Linked DNA regions of Macaca mulatta: region 1 is linked to region 2. Evidence: chromatin contacts called from public Hi-C data. All regions are on one chromosome and are shown on one strand. The core of a region is the stretch at or near the end of the contact, and the rest is flanking DNA. Distances in the headings are between cores, read along the strand shown.

Region 1 (3,536 bases), core at 544-3,043, 37 kb after region 2:
CCACCGCGCCTGGCTGCGATGGTGTTTTGCTTCTTTGGAATTGTGTAGCACATTCAGTACCAAGTGATGTCCTCTGCTCTCAATACGTGCTTCCTAAAGAACCCACATTTCACCCATTCGGAACCTTGCATGGTGTAGTAGCTGAAGCTACTTCAAGGACTCCTTCTCTTTATCTTGGGTAGAAAGGAACAATGTGAACTCAGCAAGGGGAGCATGAAAACAGATTTTCTCTTATGTTACTTGTAGAAAGCTTTTAGATTTACCATTGAAAATAGCGAATTTGGAACCATATCCATTTTGACTTATCTCTTAATTGTATTTTAAAACAGTGGTTCTAAGTGTGGTTCCGGGACCAACATCATCAGCATTGTGGGAACTTGTTAGAAACACAAATCCTTGGGCCTCACCACTGAACTAACGACTCGGAACTGGGATGTGACTGGGGGAATTCTGTGTTTTAACAAGTTCTCCAGGTGATTCTGATGCATGCCAGTTTGAGAATCACTTTTTAAAACCAATGTTTAAGTCCAATCTAACCTACTTAACTATTAACAGTCTACCTGGCTAGTGTAGTATATAACAGCCCACAGTACACATGCTCAATTCCAAGCCTATCTGCTCTCCTCAATCTGTATATTTCTCCTGCAATTTATTATGGTGTGAAAGGCGCAATGATACACATGTTTGATCATTTTCAAATAATGCCTGGGCTCACACCAGTCATCCCAGCACTTTGGTAGGCTGAGGCGAGATGGTCGCTTGAGTTTGAGACCAGCCTGGACAACATGACGAAACCCCATTTCTAAAAAAAAAAAAAAAAAAAAAAAAAAAAAAAATTAGCCACCTGTAGTGGCGTGCACCTGTATTCCCAGCTACTTCGGAGGCTGAGGTGGGAGGATCCCCTGACCCCTGGGAGGTGGAGACTGCAGTGAGCCATGACTGCATCACCGCCCTGCAGTCTGGGCGAGAGTGAGACCCTGTCTGAAAAAAAAAGTGCCCTTCACAGAAGCTTCCTCAGGGTATTAGCATGAGCATGTGAAAGTACAGTATGTTTATCAAACAATAAAATAAGCAGTTATAGGTAACGTCAGAATAACAAGGAGGCCAATTATCAAAATGAAAGGCTAGAGTTTTGCATGTTGTGCTTTGAGGGGAGAAGGAAGAAGGAGGGGAGGCACCTCTGAATGCCTACTTGTTACTTTTTCGTCCTGAATTTTCACGTTATTACACTTTTGATAGCAGAATCCTGTATTTTGGTGCAGAGGTGGCAAAATAAGGCGGGGGCTGGTGGTGCGCAGAAGCTGACAAGGTTAGAATGTGCAGCGTTTTTACGACAGACTGGTTTTACTCATTTCCTGCCTCACTTCTCTCCGATCTGCATAGGTTTTTCTTTTCATCTTCCGTTATCAGTACGCTCCCGTATGCCGCGCTCCGCCCCTGTGTGGCGCACGATCGCAGTCAGTGGATTAAGCCGGCTCCAAGACAAAGCGGACGCCGAGCCCGGGAAGGAAGCGCGCTCTCCGCCCCGCCTAGAGGGAAGGCCCAGCCTCAGCACAGCAGCGCTCCCTCGGCACCCGGACGTGACCTAGTTCTCACAGAGGCCCGGCCTCTTCCGCCACAAGTGCAGCCCGCGGTCCCGCCCCGTCCCGTGAATGGTCGGCCGGCCTCACGTCTAAAAAGCGTTTAGGTGCCTGCGACCGAGCCTCGGGAGAAAGGCGAGCACGTCTCAGCCAATGAGGTGATAGAAATGCAAAGCAGCGACCAACGACTAGCTGGGATGGGCTGGGCCGGCCGACGAATCACGAGGTCTCGCACCCGGATATGGTTGCTGGGCTCGGAAATCTAGCTCGGGAAAAGCGTGAGGGACTCTTCACGTGGGGCAAGGACAGCAGGCGCGGAGGAGGGGGCGAGCGTGTGTGAGATTCAGTGGCCCGTGCGTTTGTTGTGTAAGGGTCATCCAGGGGGAACAAATCAATGTGGCTGTTTTTCCGTGGAAAGAATTGCCACTGCAGCGTCCCGGAGCCTGCGTGTGGTGGGCAAGCTCCTCAGATGGTATCTCACAGGGAGTAGGGGAGTCTTGAAAACGCAGCTCCGGCGGTAGGAACATGAACCTCTTACCTAAAAGTTCCAAGGAGTTTGGCTCCGTTGACTACTGGGAGAAGTTCTTCCAGCAGCGAGGAAAGAAAGCTTTCGAGTGGTATGGAACCTACCTGGAACTGTGCGGGGTTCTACACAAATACATCAAGCCCAGGGAAAAGGTGAGGAGCGCGGCCTGTCAGCCCTTCGTACGTGCTCCGGAAGGTGGGAACTAGTAACAGGAGTCTTGCACTTGGTGGACAGTGACAGGCGGGAGGACCCTAGCTGGACGCATATTTCAGCATTTCCTGAATTGTCCCTGCTAAAAGACAAACTAAAATACTCTTTCAGCCTGGGCGTGGTGGCTCACGCCTGTAATCCCAACACTTTGGGAGAGCGAGGTGGGAGGATCGCTTGAACCCAGGAGTTCGAGACCAGCCGGGGTAACATAATGAGACCTCGTCTCTACAAAAAATGAAAAAAATAGCTGGGCGTGGTGGCGCGCATCTGTAGTTCCAGCTACTCAGGAGGCTTAGGTGGGAGGATCGCTTGAGCCCAGGAGGTTGAGGCTGCAGTGAGCCATGATCACTCCACTGCCCTCCAACCTGGGTGACAGAGTGAGACGCTGTCTCAAAATTTTTTTTAAAGGTTTGCAGGTAATAAACCTCCCACCCCAACTCATTCTTGGATTAATGACCCTACTTGAAGAGTGACTTCCAATCTTCTGTCACTGTATTCCTGTGCAACCTGCGGCAGTTGTGACCTTGTGTATGAATTTGTTTTTCAAATAGTTGTTCAGTGCTCTCCGAGTTTCAGGCACTGTGCCCAGTCCTTAAGCTATAAGAGCATTAAGACATAAACCCTGCACATGTTCCAGAAGTGAAACATGATAAGTACAATAATGGGTTTGGTAATAGGTGAGATTGTACTGGAGGTTGGGAAGGAGGAAAGGTAGAAAACTAACATTTGCGGGTAAGCTTTATGTGCCAGACCTTTATTGGGTGCCGTGTATATGCATGTGCAGTCTTTCAATTCTCATCATAAACTCAGGTGAGTGGCCCTGGATGCATTTTACAGATGAGGAAACTGAGGCCTTGAGAGCCACTTTTTTTTTTTTTGGCCCAAGATCATGCCCAAGTGGTCATGTGGGGATTTAAACTCAGGCCTGTCTGGCTCAAAAGCATATGCACATCTCTTTGTACCATGCTTTTCCAGAGATGGCAATATCAGAATTTCTAAGTTTGAATGGAAGATTGCTCCCTGGAGAGGGAGACAACAATCTGAATTTTAAGTTTGGCTTCAGAAAATAGCTGAATATTGTGAGATGGAATCTGTGATGGAAGTAAGATTTGAATCCTCACAAAGTGTACTTTATTGTCTAATGGAGCCAAAGGCATGAGTAGATTGAGGAAATATGGTTATACCCGGCCTAAGATTTCAACTGTAACTCTATATTTGGA
Region 2 (3,618 bases), core at 178-2,677:
ATGATATACACTTAAAAAAGAATAATCCCAGAATCATGTTTCACGAACCAAATAAAAGTAATATTTTAAGTCAGCTGCTTGTCAAAACAAACGGACACAAACACTTTTCTTTGGTAAGAAATGCTTCCAAATCAGAAATTATTCACTTGTAACAAAAACCAAACTCTTGCTGCCTAACAGCTCTTGAGTTCTTGGTTCCACAATATTTCTGTCACATACATCTGGCCCTTTTATTCCTCATACTTTGATTTCAGAATACTTAATTCTTGCAGAAATGTAACAGAATGCATGGAAAAACAGATGACAAGGCAAATTACTGAAGAACTTGTGCTTTTAACTATATCTGTATTTAGATTTTAACCCCTGCAAAGAGGCTCCCTCAACATCTCAAAGCAAACAACAGGCTGACTTATATAATGCCTTTATGAGACATAGGGTAAAACTACAATCTTAAGGAGGAGCAAACCCCATATTCAGGTCTCTTAATCCCAGGAAACCATGTGCAACAAATAGAAAGCCCATCAGCAAAGCAGTAGGCAGATTAATTAGCTACGTTGATGAACTTTGACGTTATTTGCAACTGGTGATTATTAGTAACTGATGACATGTGTATCAAACAACTAGTAGAAATGAATCATGCTCAGAAAGTAGACAAGGATATCGTCCGCCTAAGATTCTCCTACAAAAAAGACATGTGAATTCAGGTGTTTGTGACTAGGTATACATGTAAATAAGAGAGCTATCATGTACTTCCACATTGAGGATAGACCACCACTATAAAATTCACTTAAAAAAGTCACATCACCGTATGCTTCTTATACATCGGCATATACTTAAATGTCTATGTATGCATTTTTGTAAGTAGTACGTTATCTAGTCAACAGCTTTGAATCTGGGCAGAGGCTCTCCTTTTCCCAGCCTCCATTCCCTTTCTGACTCGTCTTCCTTGTCTGTCATCAGCCGTCTTGCTTGATGCAGTTTCACAGAAATAAAGTGACTTGGATGGACACAAACCGGAGATGTCATTTGCAAAACCTGTCAAGTGTAACGATTCACCCCCACCTTCCGGTCATTATAAACACAGCAGGGTTGGCGCTCTTTCTCCTGAGCCCTTTAAATACACAATTCCAGGCAGCTCCGTTCACCCCCCACACCCAATCTGTCGCACCAGGCCACGTCCCTGGATATATCTGCTCCTAACACTGGCCCTTCCTGCCCCACGGTACCCCCTGGCATTCCTGACTGCATCCCACTCTTAACAAACCTTCCCCATCCATGGCACTGTTTTCTTCCCATCACCCAGAGTTCCCTTCCATTCCAAGTCTTCTCTTCCTCAACTGCTCCCCGTCCGCACACCCCTGTCCTCGTCTTCCTTCCTCACGACACCCCGGGCCCCAGCCTTTTCCCACTCCGGGGTCCCTTCCTAGATGCCGGAGGCCGGCCGACCAGCCCGACTAGGACGTCGGGGGGCGGCGAGGCAGGGCGTCTTCTTCGTTTCCTTCCTCCTCACACCAGCCCCTCCCGCTGGGAACAGGCCAGCGCCAGTACCTGAGGCTCCCGGGGAACTCCCGGCAGCTCTCCCGGGCTGGCGGTGCTGGGCGGGCGGTGCTGGGCGGGCGGGGGAAGGAGTGGGAAGCCGAGGTAAAAAGCTGGGAGGGGGAGACAGTGGATGCAGACCCGGCGTCGGCCGCAGCGCCGCAGAAGCGCCTCCGCTCATCGAGCCGATCGGCGCTCGGCGGCCTGGCGCCAGGCGGAGAGGGCGGGTCCAGGGCACGGAGATAGTCGAGGAAGTCGATTCCGCCGAACGCGCTTCGCCTAAAAGAGCCCGGACCCACACGCAGTTTAGGTGCAGCTTTCCAAGGTTATGCTCTGCTTTAGGGGAGGAACGACCACCGGTTCTCCAGGTTCCGGTCGCGATCCGGTGGACCTGCTTCGGGTTCGTCTGGGGCCTTTTCTGAAGAAAGGAGATCTGTTCGATCCCTTGTTTACAGAATTAGCTACACTTGGAAAGAGATGTTAGGGGTTCCTAGGCCAGGCTCCTCCCTTTAGATAGGTGGAATATCTGGTTCAGAGAGGAGACTGACTTAAAGTTACACAGCTAGTTTAGATAGATACGGAACGAGGGCTCGGTGTTCTTTTCCTGGTATCCCTTAGTTGTAACCTGAAAGCCTTCAGGTTTCAGGGAAATCGCCCTTGCCAGGCCATTCCGCCACTCTGCCCATTCCTCCCTCACTCCCTCCCCCTCCGCCCAATTTGGTATCATGTTTAGATCTCGAAGCCCGCTGTAGCTGGCTACCAAAAACAATTCCTAATTTTGTTTTTCCGTTCTCTTATTTGTTTTATTATCCATTCCTCCCACGCCCCAGCTGGATTATTTTACTCATTGAATCATATTCACTACACATCTTTTAAAATGAATACAGTGTCTATGGGTCCTTTGTTGATAGAGTATTTTAACTGTCTGAAATGCTTTGCCAGGCACTTTCTAAAGATATAAAAATAAGAGGGGGTGTTCAAGAACAAGAGTAGACAAAACAGCAGGAGGAAAGATCTGAGGACACTAAAGGAAAGGAAAGAATAGACACCCTCTTACCAAAAAGTTGCTCTTCTTTTGATTTTTTTTTTAATGTAAAACTGTACTAACGAATTTGAAAAATGCCATGACTAAGGCAATGATGCTCAACTCTGATTCACTTGGAGTTGAATCACTTGGAAAGCTTTTAAAACTGCGTAGGTGCCCACGTGTTACCTAGATTCTGATTTAAATGGTCTGAGATTTAGAAACAGCCGTTGGGTTGTCAGTTGAAGGTTCTGAAAGCTTGATGCTAAACTCAGTTGCCTATGTTTATGCCAAGTTGCTGACTTGGACTGAAACGGCCCACTTAGAAACCTCTCATGGTTTATATCTCTGTCTAGGCGTGATAGTGGGACTACCCCCAGACTCCACAGGTAACCCAGACATCATTTTTCCTTTTACAGCTGATTTTTTCTTTTGAGACGAGTTATCACTTCTTCTCCCAGGCTGGAGTGCGGTGACACAATTATACCTCACAGCAGCTGTGAACTCCTGGTCTAAAGTGATCTTCCTGCCTCTGCCTCCCAAGTAGTTGGAATTACAGGCACAAGCAGCTGTGCCCAGCACTTACAGTTGATTTTATGTCTATATATTTGCATGTTATAGGATATTTTCTGGCTTTGGTGCCTTAGCCAGTTGGAGCTTTAGCTAGTTATAGCCTCGTCTTTTGTGCATAGACAACTTAAGGTGTGGTCAGTGAGCTCCAACAGCACGTCATTGCATAGCTTTTATGGATAATCCTTTCTTTGGGTTTCTTTGTTTTTTAACCATAATTCTTTAGTCCCACCAGTCATTTTGGAATGGTCACTTAGGAGAGGGGTAATGCAAGTCCCACCCTTTAATCACCTGAACAAAGTCCCTTTGACTATCCCCAATATTTGCGAAACTTAGAAAATGTCATTTTACAGTTAACGTGAATCAAATATACCAGTAAGCCTAAAAGATTATAAGTAGCACTGAGCTTAGAATCAGAACTCTAAATAAGTAACTCAATAAGCAACTTGAGTTACTTATTTCCTCCATTTTCTTTTTAGTGAGCTTCA

The links. Hi-C and Micro-C count contacts between places; a contact is called where the count stands out from the background.
Region 1: a Hi-C map of liver shows a contact between it and region 2, with 3 times the contacts expected there. The contact joins the promoter of METTL13 here to the promoter of LOC106994782 in region 2. A contact is called at or near these places in 2 of 14 Hi-C or Micro-C datasets (fetal cortex germinal zone and liver).

What each region holds. Positions count from the first base shown.
Region 1 is chr1:29,282,810-29,286,345 of T2T-MMU8v2.0, forward strand. METTL13 (methyltransferase 13, eEF1A N-terminus and K55) reads left to right here and starts at 1,794. Exons shown (of 8, transcript XM_077999923.1): 1 at 1,794-2,258. The coding sequence starts at 2,106.
Region 2 is chr1:29,246,084-29,249,701 of T2T-MMU8v2.0, forward strand. LOC106994782 reads left to right here and starts at 1,428. Exons shown (of 4, transcript XM_077982072.1): 1 at 1,428-1,936. The coding sequence starts at 1,428. It overlaps VAMP4 (vesicle associated membrane protein 4), which reads right to left and starts at 1,737. Exons shown (of 9, transcript XR_013416386.1): 1 at 1,678-1,737.